4 separate regions of the Mus musculus genome follow, and all the other regions are linked to region 4. A link is a contact called in public HiChIP or PLAC-seq and promoter capture Hi-C data. All regions are on one chromosome and are shown on one strand. The core of a region is the stretch at or near the end of the contact, and the rest is flanking DNA. Distances in the headings are between cores, read along the strand shown. Region 1 has its middle 34 kb from the start of Gm33162. Region 2 has its middle 7.5 kb from the start of Gm40109. Region 3 has its middle 23 kb from the start of Gm33265. Region 4 holds the start of Ttf2 (transcription termination factor, RNA polymerase II).

What was found. Promoter capture Hi-C pulls out the DNA fragments that hold promoters and counts their contacts. HiChIP or PLAC-seq counts read pairs in DNA pulled down with a chosen protein or histone mark.
Region 1: a contact with region 4 is called in an H3K27ac HiChIP or PLAC-seq map of embryonic stem cells, with 4 times the contacts expected there. The contact joins the enhancer-like site here to the promoter of Ttf2 in region 4. A contact is called at or near these places in 3 of 39 promoter capture datasets (embryonic stem cells, hematopoietic stem and progenitor cells and pre-B cells), 16 of 484 Hi-C or Micro-C datasets (the G1E-ER4 cell line, cerebellar granule neurons, cerebral cortex and 3 more), 6 of 115 datasets of contacts at active chromatin or transcription factors (embryonic midbrain, embryonic stem cells, forebrain and 2 more) and 3 of 9 other capture datasets (adipose tissue, embryonic stem cells and liver).
Region 2: a FOXA1 HiChIP or PLAC-seq map of pancreatic cancer cells shows a contact between it and region 4. The contact joins the enhancer-like site here to the promoter of Ttf2 in region 4. A contact is called at or near these places in 5 of 39 promoter capture datasets (cranial neural crest, epiblast stem cells, frontonasal cranial neural crest and 2 more), 1 of 15 datasets of contacts at CTCF or cohesin (large pre-B cells), 3 of 484 Hi-C or Micro-C datasets (the N1E-115 cell line, embryonic stem cells and palatal mesenchyme) and 9 of 115 datasets of contacts at active chromatin or transcription factors (T-cell acute lymphoblastic leukemia, craniofacial prominence, double positive thymocytes and 6 more).
Region 3: a contact with region 4 is called in a promoter capture Hi-C map of hippocampal neurons, with 2.5 times the contacts expected there. The contact joins the enhancer-like site here to the promoter of Ttf2 in region 4. A contact is called at or near these places in 7 of 39 promoter capture datasets (the HPC-7 cell line, HPC-7-derived erythroid cells, embryonic stem cells and 4 more), 1 of 115 datasets of contacts at active chromatin or transcription factors (large pre-B cells) and 1 of 9 other capture datasets (embryonic stem cells).

What each region holds. Positions count from the first base shown.
Region 1 is chr3:101,569,115-101,572,243 of GRCm38.p6, forward strand. No RefSeq gene overlaps it. Among named protein-coding and RNA genes, the nearest start is that of Gm33162, 34 kb to the left of the region's middle. Within about 2 kb of position 1,742, at least 90 of the 459 cell types and tissues checked have an H3K27ac peak or open chromatin away from gene starts, as enhancers often do. A contact at or near this core is called in adipose tissue, cerebral cortex, cortical neurons and 2 more, where this site is marked.
Region 2 is chr3:101,498,758-101,501,873 of GRCm38.p6, forward strand. No RefSeq gene overlaps it. Among named protein-coding and RNA genes, the nearest start is that of Gm40109, 7.5 kb to the right of the region's middle. Within about 2 kb of position 1,799, at least 60 of the 459 cell types and tissues checked have an H3K27ac peak or open chromatin away from gene starts, as enhancers often do. A contact at or near this core is called in the N1E-115 cell line and pancreatic cancer cells, where this site is marked.
Region 3 is chr3:101,688,745-101,692,104 of GRCm38.p6, forward strand. No RefSeq gene overlaps it. Among named protein-coding and RNA genes, the nearest start is that of Gm33265, 23 kb to the left of the region's middle. Within about 2 kb of position 1,542, at least 10 of the 459 cell types and tissues checked have an H3K27ac peak or open chromatin away from gene starts, as enhancers often do. A contact at or near this core is called in hippocampal neurons, where this site is marked.
Region 4 is chr3:100,968,167-100,971,062 of GRCm38.p6, forward strand. It overlaps Ttf2 (transcription termination factor, RNA polymerase II), which reads right to left and starts at 1,497. Exons shown (of 23, transcript NM_001013026.2): 1 at 1,454-1,497; 2 at 1,267-1,369. The coding sequence starts at 1,481.

The DNA.
Region 1 (3,129 bases), core at 492-2,991, 600 kb after region 4:
GCTGGACTCACTTGGAGAGCTTAGAGGAAGTTTCCCTCCCTGCCTCCCTCCCTCCTCCCCCCTCCCATTACTCTCCCCTCTCCTTTCCTGTCTCTTCCACCTTCCCTTCCTTGCCAAGGTCTCAGGATGTAGCACAGGCTGCATCTTGAACTTCCTATATAGCTCATGATAGAGAGCTTTAAATATGCAATTCTCCTGCCTCAGCTGCCTAAGTTCTGGAATTGCAGGTGTTCACCATCACACATAGCTAAGAATGTACATTTTCTAGCAAATCCACAGCTGGTGCTGATACTGGAAGATTAGATACAGTTTTGAGAGCATTGCCTTGAGGCAAAGGCTCTTAACATTAGCTTTACATTAGCTGCAGTCCCCTGGGAGTGTTAATAGTTAGTTTGTTTGTTTTCTTGTTTTTTCGAGACAGGGTTTCTCTGTGTAGCCCTGGCTGTCCTGGAACTCACTTTGTAGACCAGTCTGGCCTTGAACTCAGAAATCCGACTGCCTCTGCCTCCCAAGTGCTGGGATTTTAAAGGCGTGTGCCACCACCGCCCGGCTTGGGAGTGTTAATAGTATGATGCCTGGCTTCCACTTTTCAAGGCTAAATTTCTCTGTGTGGTTTCAGGGTACAGTCAAAGAGGAACCTGTGCTAAAGAGCACCGCTGTTTACCCCACCACTCAGCTATTGGGTTTTGTGACGTAAGCATCATTCTAAAGGTACAGGGGTTGAAGATGAGGTCCATAGCTGATGGATCCAGTCACTAAGATCCAGACCCGAGGACTCTGCCTTCATCAGTCAACTAATCTGCCAATGGATTTGGAATATGGTGGTGTTCTGGAGAGGCGGTGAAAACTTCCAGACATGGGACCTAATTGAAGAAATAGGTGACAGAGGATATATTTTCAGGGGGTATATGTTGCCCTGCATCTAGCTCAATCTGTATCTTGTCAGCTGAGGAAGGCTGGTTTGATACTAAGCAGTTCCCTCTGTGTGATAAGAACACACCTTGACCTCTGGCCCAGAGCAATGGAGTCAATTGGGAACTGGAACCCTGAAACCATGAGCCACAATAATATGTTTTGTACAGTTACGTGGAAATATGAGATGATCCTCTCAAGACAGAGGGAGACTTGTTTTGTGTGAAAGGGCGTCTTAGGCAGGGTTTCTATTGCTGTGAAAAGACACCATGACCATAGCAACTCTTATAAAGAAAGGCACTTAGTTGGGGCTGTAGTCCACAGGCTTAGTCCATTATTGTGCCCTTAAGCGGGCTAAATCAGACCTTGTTTTGCACAGTTGGACTAGCCCACCTAGGGTGGAGTCTATTGTCCTGCCTTGTCTGCAGCTTCCTGCAAGAAACCACTACCTGCTGAGCAGCTGTGCTTGTTTTCCTGTCAAGATCTGGGCAACTTGTGTGTGTGGGGGTGGTGGGGGGAGTGGGGGTGGTGGAGGTGGTGAGGGTGGTGGTGGATGGGGGGTGGTTCCCCCCTTTATATTCGGCTTTAAGAATTAAGCATCTGGCTTTGATCAGAAACTTTGTCTCGGTCTCATTTTTTTCTTGTCCATCCTTCCCAACCACCCCCAGCTTTCCTTTCAGGAACCCAGTTCTCTTGGCTGCTGGTGGCTACACATTATTGTTATGGTGATGAGCATGGTGGCAGGCAGGCAGGCAGGCAGGCAGGCAGGCAGGTAGGCAAGCAGACAAGCTGGAGAGGTAGCTGAGAGTTCTATATCTGAATTGGCAGGCAGCAGGAAGAGTCAGCCACTGGGCGTGACTTGAGCATTTGAAACCTCAAAGTCTGCCCCCTCCCCCCAGTGACACACTTCCTTCAACAAAGCCACACCCACACCATCAAGGCCACACCTCCTAGTAATGCCACTCACTCCCTCTGAGCCTATGGGGCTCGTTTTAATTCAAATCTGCACTAAGGGCTTGTGGTTGAGCAGAGGAGAGATGCATGTGTTAGGCTAGCTCACATCCCATTGCCTCCAAGAGTCCCTTGACTGAACCTCCAGGAGGTTGGGAAGTGTGATTCAGCCGGCTGCTACAGAAGAACAGGGATGAGACTTACTAAGCAAGCGACTGTCTGGTTGCCAGCCTCACTGCTGTCTGGGAACAAGCACACCTTGGGCAGATCTTCAGCTGGAAGAACCTACAAGTACTGGTGCTATGTTAGAGTGTAGGAGAGTTCAGATGTAGGGTGAGCGTGCTGGGGTAAAATGACCAATGGTGATTTGAGATGTTTTTACATCCATGCCCACGGAGCCTATGTCAAAAACATGTTTTATAGACAGCACTCAATACTTTCCATCTACTCAAGTCACTAGCCTTTCCAGACTTGAGTTTCTCACTGTGGAGGTCCACTTGCATCAGTTCCATGGGATTTGACACAATAAACCACCACGGGCCAAAATACCACGGCCTGCTGCAGGCAGGATTAGCTGCTCAGTGGGTGTTGGCTTCCCTCCTTTGTGGGTGCCAGTGCTCTGGAATGGAAGCAGATGGCCTGGGGATGCACACACACACACATACATGCACACACACACACACACACACACACACACACACACACACGGGGTGAAGAGCTGGCTTCGAGGCTTTCGCTGTCTGCTCTGGTGGGGGAGACACCCCAGAGAAGCCTCTTACTATAGTAAGTGGGGGTGTGTGTGTTCCCAGGGCAACAGGGTGGCACCCATGCCCTTCCTGTCTGTCACGCCAGGAAAAGTTTTAAACCTTGCCGTAGGTTTTTAATGGAGCCATTATTCATACTATAAAAGGATTCCTCGCATACTGAGCAGGCTCTTTAGACATTTCTGCTTTCCTACACACAGATTAACTGCACTGAGTCAGAGCCCCAGTGTAGAAAGAGAAGGGAAGGGAGAGCAGAGGGGACAGGCCAGAGGGAGGAGGAAGGGACCTCTGTCTTTCAGAAAAGCTGGTCTGAAATCCACAGTGTTTAAAAAAACAACAAAACAAAACAAAAACCCACCATCACAAGCCTCGGCAAGGACAGAACAAAAATTGACTTCTAGGGACCAGTTTGCAATGCTGAAGCCCAGAAGCTATCCTCTGCAACCTGTAGGAGGAACCAGATCTGCCACCTTCTCTGGGAAAGCCTGTCCCAGACTGACTG
Region 2 (3,116 bases), core at 549-3,048, 530 kb after region 4:
TGCCAAGATGGACGGGTCATTTGTGTAGAAAGCCATACTCAACAAACTCATTGTGAATGGGGAGGAGCTAAGCTCCCCACCCCCATCCCCAAGGCGCATAGGCAAGGTCATGGTTGCTGGGGGAGGGCCAATCATACTTCTCTGTTGTGGTGTAGCCATTGTTGCATTGTCCTTGATCAAGTAAATTCGTTCCAATGCACATGTAGCCAATGAGAGACCCCAAACAAACACATGAAAGTGTGAGGGGGTGTTAGATGGGAAGAAGGGGGTTGGGTGAGTGAGAAGAGATAAAAGAGAAAAATAGGAACATCGCAAAATACAGTGTGTGTGTGTGTGTGTGTGTGTGTGTAAGGATAAATACTTATTTTCTAAAAGCCACACTCAGGCTGGGGTTATAGTTCAGTGATTGGTAGCTCACTCATGGTGGACATGCATCAGCCCCAGGCAGTGGTTTGACTATTCCATGCTCTGGCTCTGTCTGGTACAGAGGCCTGTTTAAACAGTGAGAATAAAATGTGTCAGGCTGAACTGACTGACAAGCAGAATGTTTTATTTCTTTTAAGCTGTGTGTGTGTGTGTGTGTGTACCTTGCCTGCTCCTATCAGTGTTCCTCTATAGCACCCATTGTTCTTAACTGAGAGATGGATGCCTGGGCAGGAGCTGTGAATACTAAGAAGGGAGAGAAGCCTGCTCAAGGCCTGGAGTACTTGGTTGACCCCTGCTTCATCCCCCTAAAACTGGCAAGGGGCAAGGGACAGTTCTGGGCAGGGCAGTATCAACATCCCTTACTACCCAGGAAGGACTGGGGAGAGGACTGTGGTCTATGGCTAAAGGTGAGATAGCCAGCCGTCCCTGTGCCTTCTGGGTCTTGTTAACAAAATCGTGTGGCCGTCTTATGGTCTCTCGAGTAATCTCTCAGAATACATTTGCCAACCACTGGTATTTTGGTAATTTGGTATTTTCCATTATGGGAAGAATTCTACGGCTCAAAAAAAAAAGCATTTTCCATTCCTTTGGGTGTTTCAGCGTATGGCTAGTAGTTGCATTTGTTCATGAACGTTTATAGGGATTGTGTACTATCTAAGGCTGTAAGTCAGAAGTGTAAGCAGAGAGAGTTATAGAGGTGGAGGTGGGGAAACAGGAATTCTCTTGAGACTGGCTGGTCAAGTCTTCGTTTAAGAAAAGTGGGCTTCAAGCAGAGCCTGAAGGGCAGATAAACAAAAGAGGGCAAAGAGAAGATGTGTGTGGGAGAGACAGATTCAAAAGGGCAAGCATTCAGCAATGGCTAGGGCCAGCACTCTAGGAGGAAGCCAGTCACCAGCAGGAAAGGGCAGAGCTTTCCTGACACTGGGCGTGTGTTTGCCTGTCAACATGGACGCAGGATGGCATCTTCAGTGGCCAGACGTTCAGTGGCCAGACGAGCGCTTTCACTTCTGGGTATTTATATTTCCCCAGCTACAAAATAAGATGTGGTGATAAATGCTTATCTCAAGGGCTGTGGGGAGGATAGACTCACAAGTGACATCAGGCAAAACACCTCCAAAGGTAACGGTCCCTCCTACCTGTCTTAGTGCGTTGGAAATGTCACACTTGAGACCTAAGGGGATAAGGATCCATGTGCCCTTTACAAGTAAATACACAGACTGGTCAATGGACGGGGAATCTGTTCTCTCCCAGACTGTGGGAGAGTTGACGGTGCATACTGTCTCCGGATGTTTGATTTCCTGAGCCTCTCCTGAACAATGCCACCACTGTCCTGGCACCCTTGGCAAGCGGTCCCATGACAGCCAGGTTCTTGTCACATGTCATTTTCCTGGAGTGAGTCACTGGAGAACCGAGCTGTAGTCATGACCTTCAGCAGAGGGAGGTGAAAGTGGCCCGGAATGAACACAGAGTCGGACTTGGCTTCCTATTCCCTTCCATGGACATTTCGCCCCAGGCCTTGACCTTGCAACTCAAGAGAGTAGGACCCTACTATGAGTGGTATAAACTAATATCCTGCCTCTGACCTCCACACAAAGGGCCTTTGAACCCCTAAGATCTTATCTCTTCCCTTCCAATCTAGCCCTTGCAAGTCTGAGGGAGACTGGAGCTGTTAGAGTCTTTGGTCCCAAAGGGTAACCAGGAACACTCTTGGGTTCCCTCCCGAGAGCAAGCAGGAGTGACCAGACGGGGCAAAAGCTCAACTCTGTGGTCTGACTGCATGTCTTCCTTCTTCTAGTGTGGAAACATGCCATTTATTACCACAGACACAAAGCAGAGCTCTGCAGCATGTACGTCTGTGTGTGACTGTTATGATCTAGCTCCCAGGACGAGATGTGATCTCTGTGGGGGTGATGCCTTCCTGGATAGCTGTGTAGCAGGGGGAGAAGAGGTCAGCTGGTAACCAGGACTCGTGAGTCCATGCTCCTCTATCTGTGACCTTGGGATATGACCTTGTCCAATCTTCCTTCTCCGAGACTGAGGGTCCACATCTGAAAAGTGATTTGTCTCCATCACTGAATTGGAATATTTCCACCATTCCGAGCTCTAATTTTCTTGGCTGCTCAAACACAAAGCCTTAGAGAGAAATACGTAAAGGTGAGACATAACTATAACTGCATAGCTGTGAACCTTGCATGTGAGAGACAGAGCCAGGCTACCTATCGGGACCTCCTCCTCCCCCTCCCCCTCCCCCTCCCCCTCCTCCTCCTCCTCCTCCTCCTCCTCTTCCTCTTCTTCCTCCTCTTCCTCTTCCTCCTCCTCTCCTTTCTATCTCCTGCTTTCCCACCCCCTCCCTTCTTCCCCTTCCCTCTCTCCTTCCCTCCCTCCCTTCCTCCCTCCCTCCCTCCCTCCCTCCCTCCCTCCCTCCCTTCCTTCCTTCCTTCCTTCCTTCCTTCCTTCCTTCCTTCCTTCCTCCTTCCTTCTTTTCTCTCTGTTTCAAGACAGCATCTTGTGTAGCCCAAGGCTGGCCTTTGGCTCACTCAGTAAGTAATCAAGCATGATATTAAATTTCTGACCTTCCAGACTCCATCTCCTACGTTCTAGGATTACAGGCACATGCCACCTTGCGTACGTGCTGCTGGAGATTGAACCCAAGGCTACACTTATGTAAGTCGAGTATGTTATTAACTGAG
Region 3 (3,360 bases), core at 292-2,791, 720 kb after region 4:
CCAAAGCCACCATGACCTTCACTCTGCAGAGAACAGATGCAGAAGAGAACTGAGGTGGAGCAGGAGCAGCGTGGGGGAGGGGAGAAGTGGCTGCATGGGCCTTTCTCTACTCATCTCTACCTGCCATACTTCACTGCCACCCACACATCTCACACAGAACCGCCTGCAGGTACACACTGGAAGCACCTGACTCCTCATCTGCTCAGTCACAGACTGCAGACTAGCCCTCACAGAGGAACAGAGTCCCATGGAATTGCCTGATCCGCTCAAAGGATAGCCATGAGCCTTTCGCTGACTCTACTATCTTTGCATATTTGATGGTAAAACTTTTGACTGTATCCTAGTCAGCTTTCCTTTGCATCCTCTCCTCAGCTAGTCATCTGCTCTGCAAATCCATTTGTACTCAGGGATGATGATGATGGTGGTGGTGGTAATGTTGGTGGTGGTGGTAGTGATGGTGATGGTGATGGTGGTGGTGGTGGTAATGAACTCGGTGATGGTGATTTGTACCTTGTAGGCAGACATCCCTGCCAAGCAGGAATTTCATCTCCAGTTGAACCTGAGATCTGGAAGTTTTGGACTCCTCCATCAGCAGTATTTATTTCCTCACTACTGCCTCAACTTGGTTTCTTTCCTCTTACTCTTTCACAGTGAAAGTAGGTCCTTAAACATGAGGGAAAAGCCTTCTGTCACTGTAACTCTCAAAGGAGTCATTGCTTGGTGAAGTACCGGGCTCACATGAAGAGCTTGGTGCATGTTACAAAGGTGAGCTACAGAGCCCTTCCCTCCACCTATTTGTTAGGATGGCTGTAGAAGGTCCTGGAGCCAGAAGACACTGCGGCCTGAGAGATGCAGAAAGAGGATGCTTCATGCAAGACCAAGGTGTTTGGAGCAGGGATAAATTACCAATTGTTAGTGAAGAAGCAGGCAGAGTCACTCAACATCCAGGTTTACAGATGGTTCCATTTATGCAAGAATATTTGTCTCACCAGGTACTGAGAGCTATGCCTGGGCAATATAAGGAAACTCTGTCTCAAAAACCAAAACCAAAACCAAACGAACAGCAAACCTAAAACATTCAAAATGCCACTATCCTGCATAATAGAGTTTGGGGGAGTTGAACTTCGAAGATTTATTTATTTATTTGTTTGTTTACTTATTTACTTATTTAATGTGTGTGAGGGCTCTGTTTGTGTGCATGCCTACAGACTAGAAAAGGGCATTGGATCCCATAGGGCTACAGTTATAGACAGTTGTGAGCTGCCATGTGGTTGCTGGGGATTGAACTCAGGACCTCTAGAAGAGCAGCCAATCCTCTTAACTGCAGAGCCATTTCTCCAGCCTAAGGGTTGAGTTTTGTTTGTTTGTCTTTAAGTAATTTTGCAGAGAGGGCATCTCCCTAATATCCACATAGCCAACAGTTCCTGAGAGCTTTTGAGCAATAAGTCCTGTGCTGAAAACTCACCATGGTGATACAGCACAGCACAGACCTACGCTAAGAATAACTTACCCCATCTGCCTGCATATCCACCAATGCCAGGGTAACAGGGTGCAGGGACCGAGGTGTACAAGGGTGTGGCGGGGATACCCTTGGGACATTAGCCTAGCCTGAGGCTGCACTACAGGAGGGAGAACATTGAAAACACGGGTCCAGGCAGCAAATGCCAAGACCCGGGAAGAGGGCCATGGTGGCAGGTGTATGGGGAACTGCCAGGCCTTCGGTGTTGCCAGGGCAGGAAGAGAAGAGGTGAGAGGCAGCAGGCAGCCCAGAGGAGGCTCCAAGGTATCTAGGGCAGATCTTGGAAAGCTACTAAACAGCAAAATGCATACTTGTTCATTGGCTTATAAAATCAACACAAGCATACAGGACAAAAGGAAGAAAGGAAGATGGCAGAAGGGGAGGTGGGGGAGGAGAAGGAAGGGAAAGGAAGAAGAGAGAGTGAAGGCAAGAGAAGAGAAAACTAAAACTATAAATAACAACAAATGTTTTTTTTTCTTGCCCATCTTCCTTCTTCTCCATAAAGGAATTGTGAAGAGCTTTTAAGTTCTTTCTAGGAAAGAAAAGTGTATGTAGTAGATTGCTCTGGCTAGTTTCATGTCAAGTTGACACAAGCTACAGTCATCTGAGAGGAGGGAGCTCAACTGAGAAAGATAAGATTGGGCTGTAGGCCTGTAGGGCCTTTTCTTAATTAGTGATCCACAGGGAATGCCCAGTCCATTGTGGGTGGGGCCATCTCTAGGCTGGTGGTCCTGGGGTCTCTAAGAAAGCAGTCTGAGCAAGCCGAGACAAGCAAACCAACGAATAGCACCCCTCCATGGCCTCTGCATCAGCTCCTGCCTCCAGGTTCCTGCCCTGTTTGAGTTTCTGTCCTACTTCCTTTGATGGTTAATAGTTCTGTGGAAGTGTAAGCCAAATAAACCCTTTCCTTCCCAACTTGCATTTTGCTCATAATGTTTCATCATAGCAATAGTAACCTAAACTAAGAAAGAACGTTCTAATATTTGTGACTATATATTCATATTCACTTTTTATTTATCACATTCAACGTGTACTGCCCTGAAGTTATAACGCAGAGTTTAGTTTAGTCTTATGCATTAGAAGTCATCTTAAGTCAAAACACACAGATTGTGACATTGGTCTTAACAGCTGTAGGGTTCTCTATTGTATGAGTGTCCAGTGATTTGGTTAAATTCCCTCCTGTTGCTGGACATTCAAGTTGTTTTTGAGTTTTGTCTATTACAAACATTACCTCAATGCACATTTTTGTTAATGTTTTCACTAATTGAATATTTACTTGGTGCCTTGTGTTACTCTCCCTGAGGGTCTCCATAAACAGAACGGGAAGTTTTGATCCAGGGGAATGTGTCCTTTCAGCATTGAGGGATCTTTCCAAAATGTTCGCTGAAGGCTGCAGAAGTCTCTACTCCTTATATGCATGGCTGAAGATGCAGCTTCGTGGTAGGGCGTTCACCCAGCACATGCCAGGCCTTGGGTTTAAATCCCAGCTCTAGGAATAAAACCATCACATATAAAGGGTTGTTTTGCTCATCCTTGCCTGCACTGGGAATTGCTCAGACCTGAGAACTTTCACCAAGCTGGTAAGCAAGGCCCGTATTCATCACTCCCTTGACTGGTTCCTTCTGGATGGCTTTTCTTACTTATTAAGCATTGTATTTTTTTCCTGTGAACTGCATGTTTGGGCAATTTCCTACTGGATGGCTGTGTCCTACAGTGTTCTGCTTGCTCCTTGTAAATCAAAGAAATTAGCCCTTTGTCATATGAGTAACAAATACCTCTTCTGTCTAACCCTTTCTCTTTGGCTCTGTTTATGGTAATGTTTTTGCAATGCTTTCTTGTAA
Region 4 (2,896 bases), core at 247-2,746:
GCTCTTAAAGGTTGGCCCATCTCTCCAGTCCACAAGAACATTTCTTTTAATGTTGAAACAAACCTAAGACCAACATTGATGCACAATTCCTATAAACATGAGCACACATGTGTCTTAAAACATTTGAGCAGGGTACCAAATCTCAGTATATTTAGAAACATTATCTATATAATATTTCTAGAAATAAATAGTAAATTCTGGTACAAAGTGGAGACACAAATCATACAAGTTATTCCAGTACTACTATTCATTAGTATATTACTAATATTCATTAGTATATTAGTATAGCTATGATACTGAAAAAAAAATAACCATGCTCTACAAAGTCCAGCTGAATAGAGAGCAGGGAGAAATGTTAAATGACACCACAGTGTAATTTCACTTCGAGAATGTCAACACCCGGTATGTTAAGATTGTCACACTTGCCGGGCGGTGGTGGCGCACGACTTTAATCCCAGCACTTGGGAGGCAGAGGCAGGCGGATTTCTGAGTTCGAGGCCAGCCTGGTCTACAGAGTGAGTTCCAGGACAGCCAGGGCTATACAGAGAAACCCTGTCTGGGAAAAAAAAAAAAAAAAAAAAAGATTGTCACACTTGACTTTCCTCACTTTAGACAAGATGCTTGAGGTTTCTAGGTCTCAGCTTTCACATCTGCAGAACCTGCGATCCACATCAACCTCTGATGTTTCTTTCAGCACTAACTCCCTACAGCAGCGGTTCTCAACCTTCCTAATACCCGTTACAACAGTTATGGTGACCCCAATCATAAAATCATTCCCATTGCTACTTTATAACTGTAATTTTTGCCGTTTTGAATCGCAATGTAAAAATATCTGATTTGCAGGATAACTGAAATGCAACCCCTGTGAAAGCGTCCTTAGATCCTGAAGGTCGTGACCCGCAGGTTGAGAAACACTGCCCTAAAGACTCTGGCTCTCTCTGGGTTGTTAACGTCATGCCACTAGATGAAGGAGAAAAGCTTGTGTCTAATTAACATGTTTTAACCTTAAACGTAAAATTTAAATGGCGACCTAAAATTGGTACAAGACTAGCAAATTAATTCCCATGTCCACTGTTTGTTTACACTTTTTAGAGGGAGCAGAAAGGATGCCGGGGCAAAGGGGAGTGGCTAAGTAAGGCCAGACAGGTGCCTAGAAACTTGAAGCAGACTCTAGAAGGATCGGAGTGTGGGTGAGTCCGCGTCCCAAGGCAGCTGAAGTGACCAGGCTGGGTCACTCCGTGTAACCGGGCCGGGCTGGAGACTCACTCGGTGGCCTGCACGAAGCCGCATGTGTTCGTCCGGCACACGTAGAAGCTCTTTCCCTTATTCGGGCCATCGCGGACGCCGGTCTTTAAGAAGCAGGCGTCCCCTGAGGAAACAAGAAGGTCAGCATCGGCCACTCCAAGCCAGTCCCACAGTCCCCGGGAGGGAAATCCCGAGACTGAGGCCTTACCGTGCTCCGGACACTTAACCAGGTCCATACCGCAGCCAGGAAGCCCTGGCCCGCCGGGTTTCCGTCTTTGACTCCGCCCCGTCCCGCCCACCACAACACTCCACCAATCAAGCGGGAGAGTCTCTCACTTTCAACCAATTACAGTCTCCCTCAGGCTTGGCGCGCTCTGAAATCAAACTTGGAGTGAGGAGGCGTGGCTGAGCTCCAGTGAGGACGCCGGCATGCTCCCTGGCTTGGGGAAAGCAGGACTTGGAGAGAAGTGGACGAGGCTGAGCTTGGGAGACTCCAGAGGAACCACTAGACCCAGAGGGAGCCAGAGCCGCTTGCCTGCTCGGGAAGCAGCCACTGTGGGCGGGAACACTTCAACTTGAGGCGGCCAAAAGGCGGGAGCATCCCTTAAAACTTTGGGAATCTACTGCATAGTCTGTAATAAGCACAAAGACTCCCTTAGGACCCCGGGCAACCTTTAAATGAGTGCAGGGCGTCCACGGGGTCACCAAAGATTGAACATCTGCACAGATCTCAGTTCCAGGTTCCGCGCTCTTTGAGTCTTAGGCTGCCTTCCCCTGGTGAGGTTCTAAGGACCGCCTGGTGTGGACGCCCTGGGTCTGAGAGAAGAACCTGAGGGCAATACAAGACCTTGCGTGCTTACTAATTTTACATTGTGTGTTTTGCATTGTCAAACCTTTTGAACTTATTTTGCATTTGTACTTTTAAAAAACCGAGAGTGACGCATGGTGGCGCACGCCTTTAATCCCAGCACTTGGAAGGCAGAGGCAGGCAGATTTCTGAGTTCAATGCCAGTCTGGTCTACAAAGTGAGTTCCAGGACAGCCAGGGCTACACAGAGAAACCCTGTCTCGAAAAACCAAAAAGAAAAAAAAAAAGAAAGAAAAGGAAAGGAAAGAACTTGTAATGGATTCTTTCAGTGAGCAGAAGGTGAGGAATGACTATCGGAGCTTGGCTGCAATAGCCATGACTTCATATTTCAGCAGTTGAAGATCATGTGTCTTGGAGTGGCACACACAACTGCTATGAGGACAGAAAAGCTGCAATGTCTAAGAAGTCTGGGCTATATGGAGGCTGTAAATGTTTTAGGAGTTCAGAGTCCAGACAGTCCCGAGGTATCATTTATGAATTAAGCAGTTCTTACTAAATAGCTTTTTTGGTGTCCCAAGAGGAGTAGGTGTTTGAGAAATATAAAGTTCATTTAATGCATACATTTAAAGCAACTGTTCTAACCACAAGGGGCTTACTGAGTGGAAGAAGCTGAACTAGCCTCTACCTAATGCTTAAATAAATATAAAATAGTATATAAATGTCAAGATGAATGGAGTCAGCAGCAAACCCCGGAGAGCTTGAGAGAGAGATGAATTTCCAAGTGCACGCAGTGTGGCACGCCCCACCCCAGTTCTCCAGTGAAAGTTTATACAAACAGATTTTC